2 separate regions of the Danio rerio genome follow, and region 2 is linked to region 1. The links are chromatin contacts, called in public Hi-C maps. All regions are on one chromosome and are shown on one strand. The core of a region is the stretch at or near the end of the contact, and the rest is flanking DNA. Distances in the headings are between cores, read along the strand shown. Region 1 overlaps anapc1 (anaphase promoting complex subunit 1). Region 2 overlaps LOC137487444 (a long non-coding RNA gene).

Region 1 (6,307 bases), core at 974-3,473:
CCCATGAATTTAAAATAAAGTATTTTACTTGTAAGGGCCTACTCACACTATGCCATCCATACTGTGCCCAGGCCCGTTTCCTGGATCGTTTGAGAAATGTGAGTGCGCCGAATTGGGCTCAAGCACGGTTCACTTGGCCGGCCCTGGCCCAGTTGGAAGAGGTGTGCCTGAGCTTGTGCTTTGGTGCAGTATGTTTGTAGTGTGAGTGCAAAACACGCCTAAGCCCGAAACTGAAAGCGAAACTTACTGTTCAGTGAACGCAAACTGCCGTAGTTTATTAAAGACGCAAACCCCTCACTGCACGACAGCTGCACCTTCAGCAGACCTCCTCATTCCTGCAGCACGAGAGCTTTATGATTGTTTATGAGCGGCAAAAGGGGTGGATCTGTTCGGCGAAATATCTGACTGCGTGTCACCGCATCCCTAAGGACTGTTTGGCAAAATATTTGACTGCATGTCACTGCATAACAAACGACTGAAGGGATATAACTATAAATCTCCACTGTGCTGAGCGAGAGCGCTCACTGAACGGCGCAGCATCGATGACGTAAGCGCGCAGAAGCCCGATTGTATGTAAGTGCGAGCCGTCGGGGGAAACTGTAACTGGTTCGAGGCAACTGTACATAGTGTGAGTACAGCCTTAGTATCAGTGTGTTAGCCTTAAGGATATTTAGCTAGTGCTGCTTCAAGCGAGTGACAATTTACATTCGGGAGATATCAACATTCAAAGCATCACTTCCGCCTAAATGAATGAATGATTTTTTTTTATATCATCGCGTACTTCAGTTTCTCGTCAAATCTTGTTCATAATCAAAGGCTCTTTAGTATCTAGAGTATCTATTTGCAATTTTTTTATTCAAAATTTTATCCTTACAAGGAAACTGGTATATAGACTAGTGATGGGTCGTTTATGAACGATTAGTTCATTATGAACAAATCTTCAATGTGATTAGGGAACTACGAGTCCTCTCAGGGAGTGATTCGTTCATCCGCGCGTGCGCACATTTGTTCAGGTGCTATCATTCCTTTTAAGACTTTTGAATCATTCATCGCGGAAAGGCAGAAGCCAATCATATGCGTTTAGAGTCGGAAAAAGAATTGATCCATTCATCTTACGAGTCCTCTTTCGAGTCATTTGTTCATCACACGCCAATCATATGAGTTTAGAGCCGGAAAAAGAATTGAACCGTTTGTTTTTCGAGTCCTCTATCGAGTTTGAGTCATTCGTTCCTCACGGGCCAATCATATGCGTTTAGAGCTGGAAAAAGAATTAAACTGTTCATCTCTCGAGTCCTATATCAGATTTGAGTAATTCGTTCCTCTCGGGCCAATAATATGCGTTTAGAGCCGGAAAAATAATTGATCCGTTCATCTCTAGTCCTCGGGTTTTAGTCATTCTGTCACGTGATGAACGAACGACTCAAGAACCAGAAGACTTGAAAGGTGAACTAATTATCATGGCTCCTATCAGCTCCGACTGTGTACATTGGTTAAGATTATATGTGACTGTCAGTGTAACGTGAACGAACCACTGACATTTGAAGACATGAAGAGGTGAGCTGAGCAAAGAGACAACAATATCTTCATAGACAAAAGAGCAGGTCAACATTGAATTATTATTTTCTCCTTATAGTATTCTACTTATGACTTATTTGTCGTGTGATCAACCTTTTGGGCTAGTTGTAGATGTGTTTGGAAGCAATTTGTAACATCTTAATAATATTTTTGCAAATTAAACCAAATAAACGAAATGACTCGAAAAAAGATTCGTTCATCTCGATAAACAAGACTCAAAGATCCGAGTCAGTAAAATGATTCGAACTTCCCATCACTAATATAGACTATGCAGTTCACTAGGATTTGGAACAGAGCCTATAAACAGCAACGCTTCTAAAGAAAGTGATGTACAAACATTTCCTTTTTCGCAATTCAGTGTGAAATGTTGATCTCTCGCTTTGTTCTCTGTACAGACGCTGGCCAGATGCCTTATCATGTGGGACGAGATCTTTCCCAATGCCGACTGGGTGACCAGCAATGTTCCTCAGGTACTGTTAGTTACAGCTCGAACACACTGCAGGGAATCAGCCATCATTGCGTGTGTTTTCTTCAGAAAGAGGAAACACATTTTTGCTTCAGGTCATGTTTTCTCCCCCCCCCCTTCATTTAGTTCAAAGGTTGGTCAAATATTTGGCAATGCTCATGTTGCAAAACACAGAGTTGTTCGGTCACTTCAACCGTGGTGTGTGGTTGTGCAGGTCATTGAGTAATGGAGGAGGGAGAGGATGGTCATTGAAATATCTTGAAAAGTTTCAGTGCTCAGCATATGGAGTTCAAGTCAAAATTATTCACCCTCCTGTGATTTTGGTTTTCTTTTTTAAATATTTCCTAAATGATGTTTAACAGAGCAAGACATTTTTCACAGTATTTTCGATAATATCGTTTTCTCTTGGAGACAGTCTTATTTATTTATTTTTTTCGGCTAGAATAAAAGCAGTTTAAAAAAAATTGTAATTTCAATTTTGTTACCCCCGGGCAGCGCAGTGGGTAGCGATATCGCCTCACAGCAGGAAGGTCGCTGGTTTAAGCCTCACCCGTGTCAGTTGGCTTTTCTGTGTGGAGTTTGGATGTTCTCCCCATGTTGGCGTGGGTTTCCTCCGGGTGCTCTGGTTGTCCTCAAGTTTAAAGACATGTGGTATAGGTGAATTGTCCGTAGTGTATGTGTGTGAATGAGAGTGTATGGATGTTTCCCAGTACTGGGTTACAGCTGTTAGGGCATGCGCTGTGTAAAAAGTTGGTGGTTCTTTCTGCTGTGGCGCAGAAAGAACCACCATAATAAAGGGTTAATAAAGGGACTAAGCCGAAAGTGAATGAATGAATGAATTATTAGTCCCGTTAAGCAGTATTTTTTTCAATTGTCTACAGAACAAACCACTGTTACGCAATTACTTGCCTAATTACCCTAACCTGCATAATTAACCTACAACTCCAAAGACAAGTAAGTTGAGACAGTATGGAAAATGCAAATTAAAATATAAAGTAGTTATTTTTAAATTTACTTTGACTTGGATTTCATTGCAGACAATACAACAAACATTTTGTAATGTGTTCCTCATGATTTTTTTGTTTTTTTCCCTCCAAAATAAACACCTATTCCAATTTTTGTTCTTGCAACAAATTTAAAAAAAAAAGTTGTAACAGTAAAGCATTTAGCACTGTAATGTTGCTAATTGTTTTCACAACACTTAAAAGACGTTTAGGGACTGAAGACACCAAGTGACGAAGTGTATAATTTTATCTCATTCTTCCTGCAAACAAGTCTTAAAGTGGGCAACTGTACACACATTATCTTATGTAGACAGGTCAGGACTGCAGACAGGCCAGTCAAGTACCTGTATCCTTTTCTTCTGCAGTCATTTTGTAATGTGTGCAGAATGTGATTTTGCATTGTCTTGTTGAATTATGCATGGAAGTCCATGGAAAGGAAGGCAGCATATTGTGCTTCAAAGTCTCTGTGCTTTTCAGCATTAATAGTGCCATCACAGAAGTTACTTAGGCCAAGGGCATAGACACAACCCGATACCATGGCAGACCCTGGCTTTTAGACTTGTTGCTGGTAACAGTCTGGATGATCCTTTTTTCCCCCTTTGGTCTAGAGCAGTGGTTCTCAAACTGTGGTACGTGTACCACTAGTGGTACACAGGCTTCCTTCTAGTGGTACACGGAGAAATGAAATATGTCATGTACAAGCTACACACATTTCAAAATTGATCAAAAATGATGTATATAATATGCCATATGACATATAGCCTATATTTCTGAGGTAATCTGCCACGTTTTTTAACTGTGCAGAGTTGTAGCTGCTTTACTGGGCCTACTATGCTACTGTATTTCAATGCTGCTCATTTTGGTGGTACTTGGAGAGACAATTTTTTTTCTGAGGTGGTACTTGATAAAATAAAATTTTGAGAGCCACTGGTCTAGAGCACACTGTTTCCATTTCTTCCAAAAATTAAAAATAAAAATTTATATATATATATATATATATATATATATATATATATATATATATATATATATATATATATATATATATATATATGGTACACATTCTCACTGTGTGATGGTCCATCCCAGATGCCTCGGAATCTAGAGAAGTCGACAGCGCTTCTGGACACTGTTAACATAGGGCTTCCTTTTGGCACAGTACAGTTTTAACTGGCATTTGTGGATGCAACTACATGTTGTGGTGCTTGACAAAGGTTTGCCTAAGTAGTGATATCACTGATAGATCAATGAGGATTTTTGATGCAGGGCCGCCTGAGGGTTCAGAGATCACGGTTGTTCAGCTTGGGCTTGTGCCCTTGTTCGTTACGCGCTGATATTCCTCCAGATTACTTGAATCTTTTAATTATGTTCAACTCTGTTGAAGGTGAAATATCCAAAATGTCGTCTTCTCTTTCTTTGAGGAACATTTTAAACATGTCAATCATATTTCTCACATATTTGATGGCAAACTGGTGATTCAAGGCCCTGGTGGTCTTTGCTCAATAAAGGACTAAACCCAAATCATAATTACAATCATTTGTTTCCAATCACATAATTTAACCAGTTTACCTGATTACCAGCCCTAAACTGCTCCTGTCCTGACTTTTTTGGAGTGTGTAGCAGGTCTGAACCATAGGAATAGATGTATGTTTACAAATTAAATGAAGTTGACCGGGCAAAGCATGAAATATTTTTGTTCATATTGTCAATGTAAATTTGGAAATCTTAACTTTTTCTGATTTGAGGTTGTAGTTACGCCTTTAAATGTCACTTGAAGCTGAACACCAGTATCTTGTAAAATATCTAGTCACATATTATGTGCTGTCATAAATTCTATTCAACTTTGTTCTAGCCTTGAGTTTATACTTTAATTTGTTTGTTGTTAGGGGCAACATTTAGACCAGGGGTGTCCAAACTCTGTACTGGAGGGCCGGCGTCCTGTAGAGTTTAGCTCCAAACCTAATCAAACACACCTGAACCAGCTAATCAAGCCCTTACTTGAAATACTAGAAACAAGCGGCAACCTCCCGCTCTCACTCGTGAAGCCAATACGGAAGTAACTGAAACTGCAATTCATCAAAATTACGCTAGTCCTGACTCCATAATAGAGCACATTTCTGTTGACCCTAATGTTAAAATGGCCAACTTTATAGCAGAAAAAAAGGTGTTTACAGCCAAAGAACGATTTTGGTTTATATAGCTAATATTACTTTTTATGACAACTGAGTGGGCTGATTTGTTTTTTTATAACTCATCCATTTAGTTTATATTAAATTGTATTAAGTCTGCATATTTAAGGGTGTGGCCACTTGAGTGACAGCTAGGTCTCTGTGATCGCCGTCATGTCACCTTTATTGATTCCGGCTGATTAGCCGCTGAACTCTGCATATTCATCGTATTATTGTGTTGTTTTATGTGGCTTTACACAGTCAGTTGCCTTTTTGAATTGTTTCCAACAATTATTAGATGATATGGCATGCTGTGTGCACTTAAATATGCTCACAAACTATTCGCGTGGCCTACATTTCCCTGGTGAGTGAAATTGTACACTTGTAATGCATCTCTAGAATTTTATTTATTTTGTTTAAGATCATTTAGATTTTTCTTTAGACCTGTAATGCACTCCAGAATCTGACAGATTGATTAGCTGTAGGCTCTATAACAGTCATCTGAAGCTTGTCATACAGTATTATGCCTGGATTTCATAATTAGCCTTGCATTTACTATCACAGACTATATTTTAAATGTTTGAAAATTAATTCACGGTTGAAAAACGTCATAAGAACAATGTTTAGTTGCTCAATGTATTACAGCAGTGTTTTTAAAAGACTAAACACTTTATTGATATAGCTTACAACCAAGCACATGTGTTCAGAACACACAAAGGAATCGTGAGTAATGAAGAATTAAGCATTTCCCTCTAAAGAAAAGCCCGTCTAAGGAAAGTGCTAGCAGGCGCCTGTAGCTCCGCTCACGCTCCGCCTCTTTGCCCTTGTTTGGTATCCTCCGGTTAGTAAGATGATAACGACGGTTGGCCACACCTACTTGTAGCTTCTTTTGCGTATTTCAGAAGCCTATGGGTGACATCACGGACACTACTCCATATCTTTTGCAGTCTATGACTAGAAACCTTCTGGCAGGTGTGTTGAAGCAAGTTGGAGCTAAACTTAGCAGGACACCGGCCCTCTAGGAATGAGTTTGGACACCCCTGTTTTAGACTCTTTTAATATGATAAAAAATAACCGTTACATTTTCAGATCAT
Region 2 (6,307 bases), core at 1,295-3,794, 70 kb after region 1:
GCGTGTGTTGGCTGCGTTTCAAACCGTGTGCTTCTCACTTCCTAGATGACGACCTGCTAGGGTGCATACTTGTAATGCGCCGAATGTATTTATAGTGGACGTCTACAGAACTTTCTTCAGTACGTTTATCGATCAGTCATCGAGCTTGTGTTAAAACTGAACCTTATTTAAATATAAATGGAGTATGGAAACTAATTTATTTAAGCTAGTATGTAGTATTTATTGAAGCTAGTATCGTTTTATGCTTAAAACCCACAGAAACAAGACAATAAAACATTATAAACCCAGAGTGATAGAAGTTAATATAAATAATAATAGCCTAATAAAAATATTACAATTACAGACAAGCACGACCTTTACATTAAGCAAATGTTTAGAAAATATAACACGCATGGAGAGTGTAATTGCCCTTATGCTATTTTTAATTCATTTTATATTTGCGTGACGCGCTCAGACGCGACGCAACGACCCAAGACGTTAATCATGACGCATGAAACAGCACTCGCCCCTAAGCGTTAATCAACTTTTGACCCTTTTTAGTGTGAGAAAGCGATATAATCCCACTCTTTTGAAGCTGTTTTCTCCTTATTCGTGTTGTTTAACCGTCACCTAGAACTTCCTCTCATCGCCCATTCATGTGGGTTGGTAGCCGCGGCCCGCGCCTGAGGTAATTTCCAAAATCCACACACTATTAGACAAACATGAGAAAAAACGACATAATAGCTTGAGCATAGTATAGTTTCTTAATAAGTTCTCTATAAGAATCGAGATATAATGATGAAAACCTGTCAAAAAGCATCATGTTGAGTGGTTTAACTCCTTAACTGCCCACTTTTTGAGTTCAGACTTGAAAATAGTGTAGCCTATGATGGCAGGCACATGATTTATAGGCTAGTTTGTCAACTTATGTTTAAGTTTATACAAAAAATAAATAAATAAATAAATAACAACAATTGATTAAGAAAAGTACTGAAAACGTCCAAGAGCTTGGGATGTTAGAAACCAGTACTTCCATAAGAGTCTTGTTTCTAACACAGGCCTAATATTTACTAGTATTTTGGTGTGTTCAACAGAAAAATAATTATCAAAACACTCAAAGATGTTTGTGACGAGTAAAATATGAGTAAATGAAGACATGGTGTCTTATTTTTTTGTGAATTATTTCTTTAGTAAGGTTAAAATATAGAAATAAAATTGACATATTGGCCCAAACCCATGTTTCTGGTTCACTGAATATACCAGCATGGAAATAAATGATGTATTATTAGCATTAACATGCCAATGCATCTCATTCAGTTTAATCACCTGATCTAAATTAATGAAATACACTATAATGTGAAACACATTTGACTATTTTAGGAGAGCAGCTAAAGAAATACACCAAAATACCATAGTTTTACCTTGACTAACAGGAAGGGGGCACTTTCTTTGTGTATGACTATGCAAAGTCAGTTCACAGTGCACATTTGGTGATCAGTACTGAAAGTGTCCAAAAGCCCGGGATGTTGAAAACCAGTAACCATTTACTTCCATACGAGTCATGTTTCCAACACAGGCCTAATATTTACTAGTATTTTTGTGTGTTCAACAGAAAAATAATTATCAAAACACTCAAAGATGTTTGTGACGAGTGAAAGATGAGTAAATGAAGACAGAATGTTGTATTTATATGTGAATTATTCCTTTTAGGAGGCTAAAAAATATAGAAATAACTTTGACATATAGGCCCAAATTCAAGTTTCTGGCATGGTTCATTTATTTATTTTTCATGCTGGTATATTCAGTGATGTATTAGCATTAACATGCCTATACATTTCATTCAGTTGAATAACATGGTCTAAATAATTAAATACGCTTTAAAATGAAACACATTTGACTATTATAGCAGAGTAGCTAAAGGAATACACCAAAATACCATAGTTTTACACTGACTGTAACAGGAAAGGGGGCGTTTTCTTCGTGTATGACTGTGCAAAGTCAATTCACAGTGCACATTTGCAATGCTGGTGATTATTTGCACATCTGAAGTGAAGGAAGGAGCAGGCATTGAACTGAAAGTAAGCACTCTAAGAAGTCATCATGTGTTTTTAGTCTCACATTTGTAGCTTATTTTACACTGCCTACTATTAGTTAGGCAGCTCTGGTTTCCAGTAAAACCTGTTACTGCTGTGTGTATAGGCGGAAGCGAGTTTACATTCATAAAAAATACTCTAGTTGTGTCTTTTGTTCTGTTTCAGATGGGTTTGAAATGACTGTATGCTATCAAACCCTGTTCGTTGGTATAGTTTGTGGGTTTGTAGACCGTGCATGATATTTCAAAGCTTGACGCGATTCATTTTCGGTTCTGAGGTTGAGTGTGTGAGAGGGAAACCTGTGAATCACAGGCCTACTTTTTCTGTCTGATCAGTCAGACTAGGAAAAAGAAACCTAAAAGGCGAAATCTAAATATATTTCTTTAAAACGATGCTCGTCTGACAGATAAATGCTAATGAGTCAACTAGACATGTGGCCCACGTGCTCTGATGAATTATCCGAGGGCGTCATGTGTTTCTCCTAGGTTGTTCTGCCATCTAGTGGACATCTATGTCAACTACTATAAACTTCAACTGAAGTGAATGTAATTAAAGTGATATTTCACCCAACAATTTAAATTATCTTATTTATTCATTCTTGTTTCAAAATGTTATCTGTTAAACACACTTGATTAATTTTATTTGGAATGACTAACAGTAATTAAAGCAACACCGCATCCAAATAATCACAAGGAGCCCATGATATTTCACAGTACAAGCAATAGATACAACCATTGAGTTTCATTTGCGTGACAATATTAATGCACTCGATCCATTCTGTGCACAGTAGTAAATAAATGGATTAAGGATAGAGATGGCATTGTCTTCTCCACACATGAAGACTGCCTATTATTGCAGACACAGAACAATACTTTGCAATTTGTTTCGAGTCTTTTTTTTACTGAGTCCGGCAATTTGTAGTCCCCTCACACACAGTTTATGAACGTGCCCTATTAAAACCACTAAATTTGTGTTGCAGCCACACATTTTTAGAGCATTTACTAATGGTTGATATTTCAGCATTTTTTTCTGTATAGCACAAATCCATATACGTGTCAAAACAGCAGCCTACGTCCATAATCAGAATGTTTTTCAATTCTTCATTCCCAACAATAATATCAGGAGTGTTTGGAAAATCTCTAATGACAGTATTCAGAACATGTGAACATTACTGTTCAATGATGAAAACCCGTACATTCGCACAGTCTTGTTGGTGTATAGTGCACTGTGCACACTGACTCTGTCCGCCTCTTCAGCTGTGATGTTTTCACACACACACACACACACACACACACACACACACACACACACACACACAAAGATATTTTTAGGTAGAAACCTGTAACCATTGACTCTCATTGTATTTGTTTTTCACACCATGGAGGTGAAAATTCCTCCCTCAGAGATGAAACCTTTTATCAATGTTTACGTTTTAAATAAGTGGCAAGAAGAGTGGAAGTGGCCTTGGAAAATAACAAATTGTATGAAATACAACCTGAAATTCCAAACAGAGTTTGAAGACATTATTAGACTAGAGTTAATCAAGTGATTTTTACCAGATTTCGTATAGACCAGTTACCAACCTACGACACACATGACGTCACACGGGTCCCCGGTTGCAAAAAAAAAGACAGGCTGCAACAGTAAACATGTGGTGTTGTGTGGTAGGGTGCCAAATTCGAAAAAAAAACGTAACTTTTACCGTACACCACACTGCTTTAATGCTAACTGCAGACGTCTTTGGCTAAAAGGGAGCTGAATGAAGTGACAACCTAATTAGAAATGCTGGACGCTGCAGTTCTCATGTTATATCTGATAAGTTCACGCTATGCTGAATCATACACGTTACTCGTTTTTGATTGCAGAAATGATTTCAGCAAAAATAGTTAAATATGGTGAATTAAACTGCGAACACTGAATGCTTAGAATGAAACGTGAAAGTTATTAAGGTAAAGTTGGTTTTGGTATTTTCACACATTCATTCAGTGACAACTTGTGACACACTCCCTAAATTGTTTACCGCGGCACTTTGAATATTCAGTCTGAAATAACCTGCAAGTGTGACTGGAAAACAACATTTATTCGACTGTGAACAATGTTGCACTTTGATAGTGGTTGGCTGCTAATTTGATTTCGCTATTAAGAGTTTGCAAATAATACTTTAATGAAATTATATTATTAAGGAGAAAGTCCGGATATAAAACCAACTTTACCTTTATGTATGTGTTCACATACTCTGCCGTACAGGTGCAGTTCGCTGTCAGAATGCAGTACTTTTGCTTGTTGATGATTTCCCAGGCCTTGTACAGCTCCGTCTTCTTTCCTTGTCTTTGCTAGTCAGAACCTCGGTTTTTAGCATTTCTTCTTGCACATGACCACACAGAACAACATTGTTGGCATCCAAAGACTTGTAGGCCTTTAGCTTCTCTCTTGTAAAATCACTTGGAGCATTAATGAGAGTTGTGAATTTTGGGGCTGGATGCTTGGTCATTTCGTCTTATCCGATATCCATTGTTAGGGTGCTATCGCAGATGGACCTGTCAGGTGATCGAGGCTCACTTTAACGTTAATTTTGCAGAATAACTACGCTTATCACTGGGTGACGAGCTGTTATAATACGATGAAAGCATTATGTAAATAATAAATATATATATAATATGTAATCAATATAACTTTTCTCCAAGACAACAACAAATTCAGTACGCATTGGATGTCATTCCCTCACTGTAAATGAGGGAATGAGCTGCAGTTGTTTTGGAAGGAGGTGCTTGGTGGTGTGGTCTGTGAAATGGTTGGAGAATTTGTTCCTTTGAAGCTAAAACTTCCTAAAAAGCTAAAACTGTTTATTACATATATATCCTGAAAATTTGTCAGTGAATGCAAACAAAAAGAAACTTATAGATTTCAGCTTTATACAAGCTAAACGTGTTATAGCTTTGGTATGGAAAAACACGCAAAGACCTGTTCTTGCACAATGGATAAAGAAAATGTCTGATAATCTTGCTCTTGAAAAATTAACATACGTAATCAGAGGTTAAGCAGAGACTTTTAAAAAAGTGTGATCTCCTTATCCCCTTTCAGTTGCTTTATAAATGGATAGAAAAAAGTATGTCTCTGGAAAGATGACTGTAATTTAAAATTCAATCTGATAGTTTTTTTTGTATATGTATATATATATATATATATATATATATATATATATATATATATATATATATATATATATATATATATATATATATATATATATACACACACACACACACACACACACACACATACCTATATTTATATCCAAGAAAAAAAAGAAGAAAAAAAATATATATATATATGAAAACAATTTTTTTGTATTTGTATTTTTTATAGTATTGTATTTTATTCTAACATTCTGTACTGTTTGTTGGGTTTTGTATTATAATTAAAGTCAATAAAAATAAAGTTGGAAAAAAAACAAACAAACAAACAAAAAACTATAATAGAGTTCCAGAAGAGTTTGCCTCTAGGAGTAATTTTTATACGTGTTTCATAGTAATAGTTTATAATGACGGTGACGTAATGAGCTGTGACGAAGTGCGCTTCTAGTTTATTCGACCTTTGTCCACCAGATGGCGGTGTTTGCAAGATTTCTGACAAACTATGTCTTTAATTCTTTATTTCTTTATATATATATATATATATATATATATATATATATATATATATATATATATATATATATATATATATATATAATTTTTTTTTTCATCAATTTAAAAATATAGTAGATAGTAGAAAATTTGTAAAAAACAATAAAAGCCAGGGGATAAAATAATAATATCAATAATAATAATAATGATGATGATAAAGACATACAGAATACATAAAGAGCAAGTAAACAACAACAATGTAATGACGTTAATGAGGAATCTTAAATAGGGCACAACAAGATAGTGTTTTTCCTGAACCTGAGAGCATTTGAAAATATGGTTGCAACTCTCTAATACATACCTTAATAAGTGTCTCATTATTACAGTTCTTCCTAATGTACACTTTCCATAAAGTTGATAATCACTGAAGGAAGTGCTGTGTTCTTGGAATGTTAAGGGGTTTCTGCATCATTGTTTACAAATTATTGTTTACAAAATGTACAGATCTCATGCATGTAGAAGTGCATTGAATAACAATATAAACAGCAGTGATTATACAGTGTAGTTTACCATGATAATATCATGCCTTTAACGCTTGCTAATATGTAT

Evidence for each region. A called contact is a pair of places that touch in the nucleus more often than the background predicts.
Region 2: a contact with region 1 is called in a Hi-C map of an unstated tissue, with 4 times the contacts expected there. The contact joins two enhancer-like sites. A contact is called at or near these places in 3 of 18 Hi-C or Micro-C datasets (caudal fin, embryo and an unstated tissue).

What each region holds. Positions count from the first base shown.
Region 1 is chr13:50,814,463-50,820,769 of GRCz12tu, forward strand. anapc1 (anaphase promoting complex subunit 1) reads left to right here. Exons shown (of 48, transcript XM_073920318.1): 34 at 1,971-2,045; 35 at 6,303-6,307. Among named protein-coding and RNA genes, the nearest start is that of anapc1, 120 kb to the left of the region's middle. Within about 2 kb of position 2,224, at least 5 of the 62 cell types and tissues checked have an H3K27ac peak or open chromatin away from gene starts, as enhancers often do.
Region 2 is chr13:50,883,902-50,890,208 of GRCz12tu, forward strand. The region is part of intron 1 of LOC137487444 (a long non-coding RNA gene); the gene reads left to right. Among named protein-coding and RNA genes, the nearest start is that of anapc1, 190 kb to the left of the region's middle. Within about 2 kb of position 2,545, at least 6 of the 62 cell types and tissues checked have an H3K27ac peak or open chromatin away from gene starts, as enhancers often do.